2 separate regions of the Mus musculus genome follow, and region 2 is linked to region 1. A link is a contact called in public HiChIP or PLAC-seq data. All regions are on one chromosome and are shown on one strand. Each heading gives the region's core, a stretch centred on a gene start, on an enhancer-like site or on the middle of the called end of the contact. The rest is flanking DNA. Distances are from core to core; before and after follow the strand shown. Region 1 overlaps Errfi1 (ERBB receptor feedback inhibitor 1). Region 2 has its middle 42 kb from the start of Gm36600.

Region 1 (5,821 bases), core at 970-3,469:
AGAAGGCAGAGGCAGATAGATGGATCTTTGTAAGTTCCAGACCAACCTAGTCTACACAGTGAGTTCTATGACAGCCAAGGCAGGGCTATGCAGAGGTGTTTGTTTGTTTGTTTGTTTGTTTGTTTTGTTTTGGTTTGGTTTTGTCTCAGAAAAAACAAAAAAGTTTCTCACAGACTAGTATACTTCAGGTTATAGAGGAAAAAAAAAATTTGTATCGAGCATTTTAGTGACATAAAGTAGTTTAAAATAATGTGTGTGCACGGGCATGTGCTGATATGGAGGTCCAAGGACAACTGACTTGTGTCATTTAGTTTCTTCCAGGAATCAAACTCAGGTTGCTAAGGCTTGCCCATCTCGCCATCCCGACATCCCTAAATCTGTTTCTGTTTGAGATCCTTATCAGTCTCGTTGCTAAACAACAAATGGCAATCTACTATTGAAAATTGGTGGATTTTTGCAAAAAGAACGCTCAGATTCATCATCAGCTAAGTTGGGAAGGGAAAAAAAATGACTTTAAAAACAAAACGCAAACTGATCTGTTTGCTGTCTTGTTTTCCTGACAGGTTCAGCTGACGCTGTCTCTGTGGCCCGCAGCTCAACTTTCATGGTATGCTGGCTGGCACTGGCTGGGAGCAGTGCAGGCCAGGGCGACAGGAAGAACCCAGGTCCTCATGAGCAGAACCGCTCCCCTACCCCCAACCCCCTTGTGCTTGCCTTGAAAGGCTGTCTCTTCAGTCCCAGGGCCACTGCACAGGATCTGGAGCGCCCGGTGCTTGGCAGACAGCAAGTTCCCGACAACTGTGAGCTGTTCACACTGAGACATCTGCAGGCAAGTCAAATGGGCCAGAGCTCTGCCACATGAGCCACCCCTGAGACAATGCCATATTGTGTGGAGGAAAACACACCGCCCTTAGCTTCCTACGGGGCCAGGTCAGTTTCTGACTCTTCTTGGGGCACATGGGCAGGTCTGTAGGTAGATGACATAGTGTGGCAGTGGTTTCAGAGAGGGGTGTGATGAAATTGGAATGTGTGTCTGGACCTTGCTGCTCTAGGGGCCTCTGCACCGTCCTTCAGTGACAGCAGACCTGTGCTTCCCCCACCCCACCCCCCACCCCCGCTTGGGCCCAGGCCACCTGGGCTCCTGCACACAGCAGACGTGTAATTAGAGGCTTCTGGGCTGGGCTGAGGCAGTACACAGGCAAGTCTGGTCCTGTGCTGGCCACCGTGGGTGCTCCTGCTACAGAGCTGGGCTCCATTACTCAGGCGGCTGCAGAAGCTGTCAGCTGCTCAGCCAAGAACCCTGATCAATGAGGGAGGAGAGACACTGTGTACAAGGACACTGGTTCATCCAAGAACATGAGGCTAGCCAGGAATTCAGAATAACAAAGTACAGCTTCCTGTGTGCTGTGCCTGAGGCGGTGCCATGGCTAGGCCAGAGGAAGGCTTGGTGCAGGCCAGAATGACACGACTCATTCTGCCTTTCACAAGAGGGGAGCGGACAAGTCATGCTGTCCCTAGGGAAGGCACTGGCTAACCCTCATGACTGTGAAGAAACCCATGGGAGGCCTGGGTTTAGATGTTTACTAAGGAATGAAGGTGCTGCCTGGATCTGTGAAGAGAATGCAGTGCACATTCCTAAGCAGCTCCATTTTGGGGGAGGGGGGGCAGATACGCGGATCCCTGTGGGTAATTGCTACAGGCTTTTGTGCTTGGGGTTCCGGGTGTCTGAACTTACAGGGTGAGAGATGACAGCATTCAAGAGGCACGCTGGCTAAGCCTCTAGCCTGACAGCAGCTCCAAGACAGGTGCCAACTAGTACTTGAAGTACATTCCTTCCCATCTGTCCCCAGCCCCCCACTCCTTACCAAAACCCCACTACTGCCATGGGGCGGTGACTTCTGAGTCACAAGGTTGCTCTGATGTAAGCTCAGGTACAGAAAAACATACACAAGTATGTTTGCTGCTTCAGATTCCAAGTAGACATCTTGAAAGCTAAGGGGAGCTTGTTTAAACGTGCGGGAGCCGCAGACTCCCCGTGGCTCGGATACAAGTATCCTGAAGTTGAATCCATACAGGTGAGACGAAGGCGAGCAAGCTCACACCCTCACAGTAAGCAGCGCTAGGCACGCCTGAACCATGTTTGTGTAGTTACAGGGAGCAAGAGGTGAGGCCAACAGTGTAGACAAATTCTGTTCTCTTCCCCTTCACCCCTCAGAGCCTCAAAAGAATGGCATGACTCACACCGAAGGGCGCAAAGGCGCCAGAACATTCTGTCAAATGACCTACACTACAAAGAAAACAAGTCCTCAAGCCATTTCTAGTTTGAAGAAATCTTATATTAGGGCAAGAATACCTCAGAGCTTTAGAGCTCAATTCAAAATGTACATTCTTGTCTTTGGGCTTTTTCTCATTTCAGGTATGGAACCTCAAGCCTCCAGCTATGCCAAGAGCGGAGACTACTCTGGAGCCAGCCAGCATCAGGACCATCTCATCAAGTGCCATGAGCACTGCATGGCTTTGCACGACAGCTTTTTAAAAGTTCCACTAGCTTTTTACAAAATGCCTGACAGAATGGCCAAATCAGTTTCTAGTTTTTATGACCAAGTATCAGTTTGCAGCTAAACAAAACATTATACAAGGATCGTGCAGATACCAACTTCCCATTTTGATAATTACCTAAGATATCACACAGGGCTGTAAAGATGGCTTAGTCGTTAAGAATACTGGCTGCTCTGCCTGAGAACCAGAGTTCAGTTCCCAGCATCCATGTAGCAGCTCATGGCTGTCAGAAACCATGATCCCACGCCATCTTTGGGCCTGTGGGCACCAGGTACTGCATGCATGCAATGCACAGACATACACAGGCAAAACTCCCAGACATATAAGTTGGAAAAAAAAAATTCAACTTGCTTGGTGTGCCGGCTGGGGAGGTATAGGTGGGCAAGTGGCTCCTGGGTGTTTTAGCAGTGTGCCATTAGCATGGGCGCCAAGGACAGTTCTTTGACCAGAAAAAACCATGAAAAGTATATCGCAAAAGTTCAAGGGAAAACACAGAAACAGGTAAGGAAATGAAGCTGGAACTAATGTAAGTACCATGGCTTCCTGTACCAGGCAATGCTCAGTGCTAGTACAAGGACACAGGCGGTTCCAGCTCGCAAGAGCCACCGCCGTTCTGGAAGAAGGGCGGTGCAGACTGCTTTCAGGCTGGAGCCTGTCATCCTAACAACTCTGAAAGCCATGTGTCTCTCCATCCCCTCCCCCGCCCCCCCTTCACTCTGGTGCCAGTTTTGGGCCCTGGCCTGTAGCTTTTAGTGTTTCTGCTAATTTCACTTCTCTGAAATGTTCCCCACACAACAGCTACTGTCATCTTTCCTAAAACAAATCACATCGTGTTCCTCTCCCACTTAGGATCTTTTGAGTTGCACCCACTGCCCTTTTCCACTGCTCAGCCTACTCGCCCGTGGCCTTCAGCTTCTGGAACGTGCCCAGCTGCTTCCTGCTTCCTGGCCTCACAGGCTTGCCTTCGTCTGCTATCACACCTTCCAAATCGCTATCTCCAACTCTGACCATCATTTCCAGGGGTCAGATGCCCTTCAGTTGCCTACCGAGTACCTTTTAAACACTTCCAAATCACATCGCCACAAACTCTCTTCTTCCCAAATCTAACACCCGACACACAGGGCCACCAGCTCTGATACAGCAGCCCAGCAGACAGCAGTGTGCAGGGCCCTCTGTGATGCCTGGCAGTGGAGAGTAAGGTCCCAGACAAACAGCAGCAAAGGCCACAAAGGGCCCAGAGTAATCCTGAAGCCCAAGAAATCTGTACAGTGAATGCTCCTTTCTACGGACTGCACAGCCCTGACCCTCAAGGTTTCCACAGAAGCACGGGACCAAGGTTACTTAGTTGTTGCAGGTAAGAACAAAAGGCTTGATTTTACCACAAAATTTCTCTCCTTTCTTCCTTTCCTTTCCTTTCCTTTCCTTTCCTTCCCCCACCCCCCCTCTTTCTTTCACAGGGATTCATGTGGCCTAAAACCCCGAATGCATGTGTAACCAAAGATGACCTTGAACTCCTGATTCTCCAGCCTCTGCCTCCCAAGTGCTGGGCTTATGGGCATGTACTACCATGCCCAGGTTATGTGATCCTAGGAATCAAATCCAGGGTTCTGTGCATGCTAGGCAAGCACTTTAACAACTGAGCCAAGTCTTCAGCCCCCATACATTTTTATAATACCCAAGTCAAGTTGCTCAAATTGTCATTTAGAAATCTGCAATAAGTTTCAACATGTATTAACCTCAAACACTCTTCTGTCATGCTTTAAAAATATTATCAATTGCTTGAGACATCCTATAAGAGTTTAGACAAGACACATTATTAACGGTGTCATAAATAAGTAATATAACTTTATTAAAATGAAAAGACAATATTCAAAATAATGCAACAAAATGAATAAATCCTTTGTCCAATACTGTACACACAGTGCGGAGATCAGTGCATTTTTCTAAAGCATGTTTTAACCTTCATTTAGTTCATACTAAAGTAAGCTTTAAATAGCTCAAATAATGTCATTCAGCAGTTTAAACTGAACAGCTTGTTGGGACATGGCAGCAGTGTCCCTGCTAGCAAGCACCTTCTCTTTGTGTTTATCTGCACAAGATAAACAATCAGAGGATGTAAAAACTGAACACAAACTGCGTGTCTCACTGAATCTCAGGGCAGTGAAGCAGCCAGCGTGAGTTTTCAAAGCAGGAAGATGCTGAAGTGACCTCTGGCATTAAGACGTTCTGTGCTATTGGTCAGAAGTGTTTCACTTAAAAAGCAAACAATCCCCAGGAAATACTGAATAGGAACCAGCAACACAAGACCAGCTCGTGTTGTCCTTTATTAAGTCTAAAAAACAAAAACAACGTACCATATATCCCCAAAGTAGCTCTCAATCATATGGCTGATCGCTGCACTAGTCTATCAAACTCAGACCCCAAACACTGATGGCCAGCGCAACTCCACTGCACTCTTGAAAGCCTCTTGCTACAACAGGCTGTTTCAGTGGATGGGAAAAGCAGGAATAGTATGGAAAAGTTATTCACCAAATCTGTCAATTTCCAAGATATGAGACACACACAGGTGATAACATGGTCCAGAAACTGCTGTCCTCTCCTCAACAAGACAAAACCCCAGAGCGACAAGTATTGGGCCATAGAAATGATCTCAACAAGATGTTACAGGCCTGGTGGAGAACACGCCCTGTCGTGTATGGAGAAGACTGCTGGCAGGGAAGGGGAAAACAAATTTATAGAGCAGGCCTGTATGCCAGGAATCTTTAAACTTAACAAATTTATAATCTGATCTAACAATATTGCTTTCTCCCATTTGCTCAATTCTCACACTATCAGGAGCTGTTCCTCCAGCTTGTTTGAATTGTTCTGAATACAGATTACTCTAAGAGTGACTAATTGGTTATCCTGCAGCTATGGTCTATGGTTACACCGCACTTTTATACATAGGTATATAATGTAGTCAAATGTAAAAGTTGCCCATTTTTCCCTCCCCCTAGCACATCTTTAAATCATACTTTTTTCTCCTATGCTGATAGATCAGGGACTCCCAGCATAACAGCACCTCATAACTGCTCTAAGCCTTTCTCATTAAGGCGGAGTCCACCAACTTCATTTTGCCACTTGACATTGTTCTACGAACCTCAAACTGGAAAACTGGGAGCCATTCATCCCATGTAACTTCTGTTGAATCATGACCCCCATATTTATGGAGAAACCACGTAGGATAAGTGTTTGCGCTTCCCGTGGCTACCCATATCTATTT
Region 2 (5,692 bases), core at 2,942-5,441, 120 kb after region 1:
TGTTCTGTGGCAGCTGCTTCTGTGTAGGACTCACCCCTCCCCTCTTCCTGTATCTATCCCAAGGTCTTCATGTATCCCAGTCTGGCCTACACCTTACTCTGTAGCCAGGGTTGACCTTGAACTTTCTATCTTCCTTTCTCCAGAATGCTAGGGTACGGGCGTATATGACCACACCCTATTTATGTGATGCTGAGGATTGAACCCAGGCCTCTTGCATGCTAGGCAGGCACGCTACCAGTGGAGCCACATCCCTAGCCCCTCAAATAGAGGAGCTGAATGTACAATCGCGTGGCTCTTGATTTTGCCTGTGGACTGTCTCTGAGATCTTTAGGACAGAAACTGGCTAGGGTGGTGCTCAGTGGGGGTGCTGAGCAATACAGTACACACCTGTTGAATTAATGGAGGCACACAGGCCGCTGAGCTGCTTCTCCTCGTTTAGTTTTTGCGTCTGGGTTGTATGTATGTATGTATGCATGTTTGTTTGTTTGTTTGTGACAGGGTCCCGTGTAGCCCAGGCTAGTCTTGAACTCCCAATCCTCCTGCCTCCAACTCCAGAATCCTATGATTATATAGGCACGCACCACCATGCCCAGCTTGAGAACACAAGTTTCCTGGCCTTTGCAAAGCTCATTAGCAGCCAGAGCAGCGCACTTACATTACAAGGCCCCCGTGAGCTAGAGAAATGACTTGTTATTCAGCAGTATTTACTAGATATCTTTGTGCCCAGTGCCACAGCAAGCCACAGGCCATGATCCTGTATGGGTGTCCTGGGTATAAAAGAAAGAGTTGTTTGTGCCCGTGAGAACTGAGTCTGCCAGCCACGCTCTGAAAGTCAGGCTTGATTCAGGCCTCCCCTTCCTTTGACCTGACCAACCCTCCAGGTAACAGTGTGTGATGACTGTGGTCCCCACCCTAAGGCAGAGCAATAGCCTAGATCCCGGGACTCCTTGTAGGGTCACCTCTGAGGCAGGAGCGACCACTTGACTTGCTTTGATGGGTAAATGATGAGTTGGAATTGTACAGATCTCTTTGGGCAACGGCCCTAGGGGCCTTGCACTTTATCCTGTCCCCTTTCCCTACACTGCGAGGCTGTGGGTGGGGACTGCGTGTCTCTCTGTCTGGGCGATGCTGCCAACCAGAACCTTCTGGATCATGTTGGACAAGCTGTGTAGGGTCGGTGACCTGATTTAGCCTGTCCTGTGGGAGTTCAGCTGGGGGAAGCATCTGGGCAAGCATTATAGGAGGTGGGGCTGACCCAGGTCCAGCAGGATGGGTGAGGTGGGACAGGTCGAGGGTGAGAGTGGTGGAAGGGAGGGCCAGATAGATGGACAGACTGACTGACCGACCAACTGAGAGCTGAGGACATGCTGTCCCCTAGACATGGCGGCTGAGATGCCACCGGCAAAGGCCATTCTGTTTCTTCAGGGCGTTAAAAAAAAATGGCATTGAGAGAAAGCACCTCCCCAGGAGGCTCGCTCAACCTGAGCACTTTTTTTTGAGTTCTTGCATGAAAGGATCTGTCATGAGTTTTCACATGGTCCAGCACCAAAGCCTTTCCACTCCGTTCAACCACCCAAATGTCGAGCGCAGACTGAGAGGGCCAACAGCTGCTGTTTTGAGCAGCCCCTCCAGTAGGACCAGGGCTGGAAGTGACTCATGGTCTTATCCAAGAGTCACCTTTGACATCCGGTGACAGCATCATCACCCTGTGTTTTTGTGCCTGAAAGCCAGGTGCTACTGGAGGAAGGCAGCCTGGAATTCTTAGCAGCAGCTTGTCATCGCGTCCTCAGTGTAGGTCACACCATCACTGTCACCGATGAGGGGAGTGAGTGAGCCTGGGCTTTAGGAAGATAAGCTTTGCCCCATGCTTGCTCAGGGCCATCACCGATGTTTTACTGGGGGGAGGGGGGGCTGGCGAGAAACCAGAGGAATGCACATCCCAGCCAGGGTCCCCTGCGGCTGTCAACCACATGTGATTGATCTGGGGTGGCTGGCCTGTACAGGGGAGGCAGAACAATGGCTACACTTACCCACAGGTGACTAAGTCACATTCTTCTGGGCCAAGAAGCCCAGGTGCAGATGTTTTCCTGCAGAGTGGAGCAGAGCTGGGTTTTATGGGCTGCGAACTCCTATCAGTGAGTGATAAGAAGCCCTGGGCCATTGGCTCTTTGGTGATTGGAGAAATAGTCCACAGGCCCAGGATGTGAAATAAATGAGCATGAGTCATTCGTTCTCCAGGGCCAGGCTCCTGCAAGAACATTTATCTATTGATCTCTCTCTCTCTCTCTCTCTCTCTCTCTCTCTCTCTTACCCATCTGTCTCTCCTCTCTTTGTCTCTCTCTCCTGTCTCTGTCTCTCTATTTTCTCTGTCTTTCTGTCTCTGTGTTTCACTCTCTCTTTCCATCTGTTTTTCTTTTCCTCTCTCTGTCTCTCTCCTCTCTGTCTCTGTCTCTCTCCTTCCATCTGTCTGCCTCCTTTTCCTGTCTCTCTCTCTCTGTGTCTCTGTTTCTCTGTCTCTTTCTCTCTGTCTCTCTGTCTCTCTCTCTCTCTGTCTCTCTCTCTCTGTCTCTCTGTCTCTGTCTCTGTCTCTGTCTCTGTCTCTGTCTCTCTCTCTCTCTCTCTCTCTCTCACACACACACACACACACACACAAGGGCCTCTAAGGAAAAAGTGGAATTATCAGGAAAAAAGAATAGACCAAGCCGGGCAGTGGTGATGCATGCCTTTAATCCCAGCACTTGGGAAACAGAGGCAGGTGGATTTCTAAGTTCGAGGCCAGCCTGGTCTACAAAGTGAGTTCCAGGACAGCCAGAGCTATACAGAGAAACCCTGTCTAGAAGAAACAAAACAAAACAATAATAACAACAAAAGAATAGACCATCCCATCCCTAGTGACACAGAAAGTGACATCTGCCTGCAGAGAAGGGTGGTAGCAACTACTGTCAAAAGAAAAGATGCAAGATGTGTTGGGGGCGGGGGCACTATCTGCTTTTGTCAGCAGCCAGGGCCTTCATCACCCAGATTTCCACATGTTAGACCTTGGGTGCTAGGCACCTATCTGATACAACTTCTTGCTCCCTACCCACTACCTCCTCTGCAGCTGCAGTCACCTGCCCAGGAGGGTACTCCAGGACAAACTCCCATGTTGTGGTGGCTTGCCACCTGCTCTGACATGGTAACTGAGGGTAGTTCTGCAGGCATGCGATCATCTAACGTGTCCCAGCGGTTTTGGAGTGCCCAAGTCCAGGGGAGTTCATAAAGCGTAGTTTACAGCTGCTCATCTTCTGTCCTCCAAGAGTCAAGTCCTTCAGGTTGATTCCCACTGCCCTGGGGATGATGGTGGGCACAGGAGGGCCGGCGCTTACAGGACCTTTGTGGACTTTTCCTTCCTGAGACATTTTTTTTGTTGGTTTTTTTTGTTTGTTTGTTTGTTTTGTTTTGTTTTGTTTTTCGAGACATGGTTTCTCTGTATAGCCCTGGCTGTCCTGGAACTCACTTTGTAGACCAGGCTGGCCTCGAACTCAGAAACCCTCCTGCCTCTGCCTCCCGAGTGCTGGGATTAAAGGCATGCGCCACCAGGCCCGGCTCCTGAGACATTTTTAATAGCTAAAAGCTGCAGGTCTAAAAACCACCATCGGGAAAACAGTCTTAAGTGGTTTTATCTAATCTCGGGCCCAAGTCAATGATCAGAGTATTATGGGTAAAAATGAGTCATACGCCCTCTCATTGTCAAAGTCAGAGGGCTCCTGGCTCTGTCCCCTTCTACCCTGGTTGGGGTTCCAGGGTCCCTCAGAGCCTTAGTTGGATGCTGAGGACACTGTGCGTGTTCTTTGACTGAAGTCTCCTCTTTGATTGCACTGTGCCGCCTTTTTATCTCTTCCCTTCTCCGAGGGTGCCACCAGAAGCCAGGTGACTCCACTAGACTCCTACAGCGCAAAGAGGGTGATGTCGTGCTACCCACGGTTGGCACAAAGGGAACAGAGTTGATACTAAGAGCTGATTTCTTTTTTTTTCCTGACTGCTCATTGTAGGATGGGGAGAGAGAGAGAGAGAGAGGATTGAGAGAGAGGGAGATTGAGAGAGAGAGAGTGTCTGGCATTTCTCCCAAGCATTTCACCCACAAACCGGTTTAGGCCAGTGAGACAGGATGTTCTGCAGAGCAAAGATCATGTGACCGCCCCGTGTGAACAGACAGATGGTGTATCATTAACAAGCTAGCTTCAGGGTTGCATTTCTCTGGCTCCAGGGTGTCAGTGACCCCAGAGATTTAATTAAAAACATAAAAAAATAAATAGTGACAGAGGCCAAAGTTTCATCCTGTTTAGACTCAACATTGTAGTCATTGTGTGTGTGTTGGGGGGTGTGGGTATGTGCTCCTTCTGTTGCAGGGTCTGTGACCTGCCCAAGGGAAACAGGGTTAGTCAGGGGGCATCTGCAGGTTAGCCCCTTGGTGGGTGAGCTTCAAACAGTCACTGTGGCCAGTCACCAGCTCTCTGGCACCCTGTTTCCTAGGGAGACTGAAAGGCTGATTGGAGCTCAGAGACTGCAGAGGACCCAGCTGGTCCACACAGGAGATGGTCAGGATCCCTTTGTGCTAATCGGAAGTATCCAGGTAGGAGAAGAGGCCGTTGTATGTCAGGAGATCCCAGCCTACAGAGGATGCTTTCAGCCCAGCAGAGCCTGGCTCCTCAGCTGCTCTCCAAGCTGTCTGCTGTCAGGTCTTGAGGTTGGGCTCTGGAAGGCTGAAGCTGGAGTTGAGCCCATGAGCATCCTCTAGGCTCACCAGGAGGACATGCTGGCACGGAAACAGGCAGAGGCAGGGAGGCAGAGGGAGGTTGTGTGAGCAGGGTCATGGATTCTCCGCATGACATCTGAGGAAAATCAAATCTAGTCCTTTGGCAGGTACTGGCTTGCAGAGCCCTGTGTGACTGACACATGGGCCTAGACCACCGGCAGCAAGGGGCCAATGGAGTGTCATAAGGAGGAATTCTTTGGATGAGACACAATTAATCTTTTCCAGGTGACAATTCATTTTGTCAACTGAAGTTGCTCTTAAGGGGACACATTGAAAGGTCTTCCTATGTAGCCCAGGCTCCTCCTACCCCATGTTGCTTTAAACACTGATTTAGGATTTATTTGTAGTGTATGTGTGTGAGTATTTTGCTTGCACATAAGCACAGCACCTATGTGCAGGGTCATTGGAGCCCAGAAGAGGTCAGGAGTTACAGATGCTTAAGAGCTGCTGAGTCATGCTGGGAACTGAACCCAGGTCCTCTGGAAGAATGGTAAGTGCTCTCAACTGCTGGCCATCTCTCCAGCTCCTGCTTTCAACTGGGTGTGGAGAGATGCTCCGCAGTCAGGAGCACATGTACACCCAATCATGTGTGCACACACAAATACATATACACCCAATCATATGTGCACACACAGATACATATACACCCAATCATGTGTGCACACACACAGTCACATATACACCCAATCATGTGTGCACACACACAGACACATATACACCCAATCATGTGTGCACACACACAGACACATATACACCCAATCATGTGTGCACACACACAGACACATATACACCCAATCATGTGTGCACACACACGGACACATATACATACAATTTTTTCAAGATTTATTTTTATTTGGTGTGTACGGGTGCTTTGCCTACACACATCCCTGTGCCACA

What was found. HiChIP or PLAC-seq counts read pairs in DNA pulled down with a chosen protein or histone mark.
Region 2: a contact with region 1 is called in an HNF4G HiChIP or PLAC-seq map of pancreatic cancer cells. The contact joins two enhancer-like sites. A contact is called at or near these places in 9 of 484 Hi-C or Micro-C datasets (bone marrow-derived macrophages, embryonic stem cells, epidermal suprabasal cells and 2 more) and 16 of 115 datasets of contacts at active chromatin or transcription factors (VIP interneurons, bone marrow-derived macrophages, differentiating embryonic stem cells and 7 more).

The regions. Positions count from the first base shown.
Region 1 is chr4:150,867,444-150,873,264 of GRCm38.p6, reverse strand. Errfi1 (ERBB receptor feedback inhibitor 1) reads right to left here. Exons shown (of 4, transcript NM_133753.2): 4 at 4,376-5,821. The coding sequence ends at 5,763. Among named protein-coding and RNA genes, the nearest start is that of Errfi1, 15 kb to the right of the region's middle. Within about 2 kb of position 2,219, at least 189 of the 459 cell types and tissues checked have an H3K27ac peak or open chromatin away from gene starts, as enhancers often do. A contact at or near this core is called in VIP interneurons, epidermal suprabasal cells, heart atrium and 1 more, where this site is marked.
Region 2 is chr4:150,744,745-150,750,436 of GRCm38.p6, reverse strand. No RefSeq gene overlaps it. Among named protein-coding and RNA genes, the nearest start is that of Gm36600, 42 kb to the right of the region's middle. Within about 2 kb of position 4,191, at least 125 of the 459 cell types and tissues checked have an H3K27ac peak or open chromatin away from gene starts, as enhancers often do. A contact at or near this core is called in VIP interneurons, epidermal suprabasal cells, heart atrium and 1 more, where this site is marked.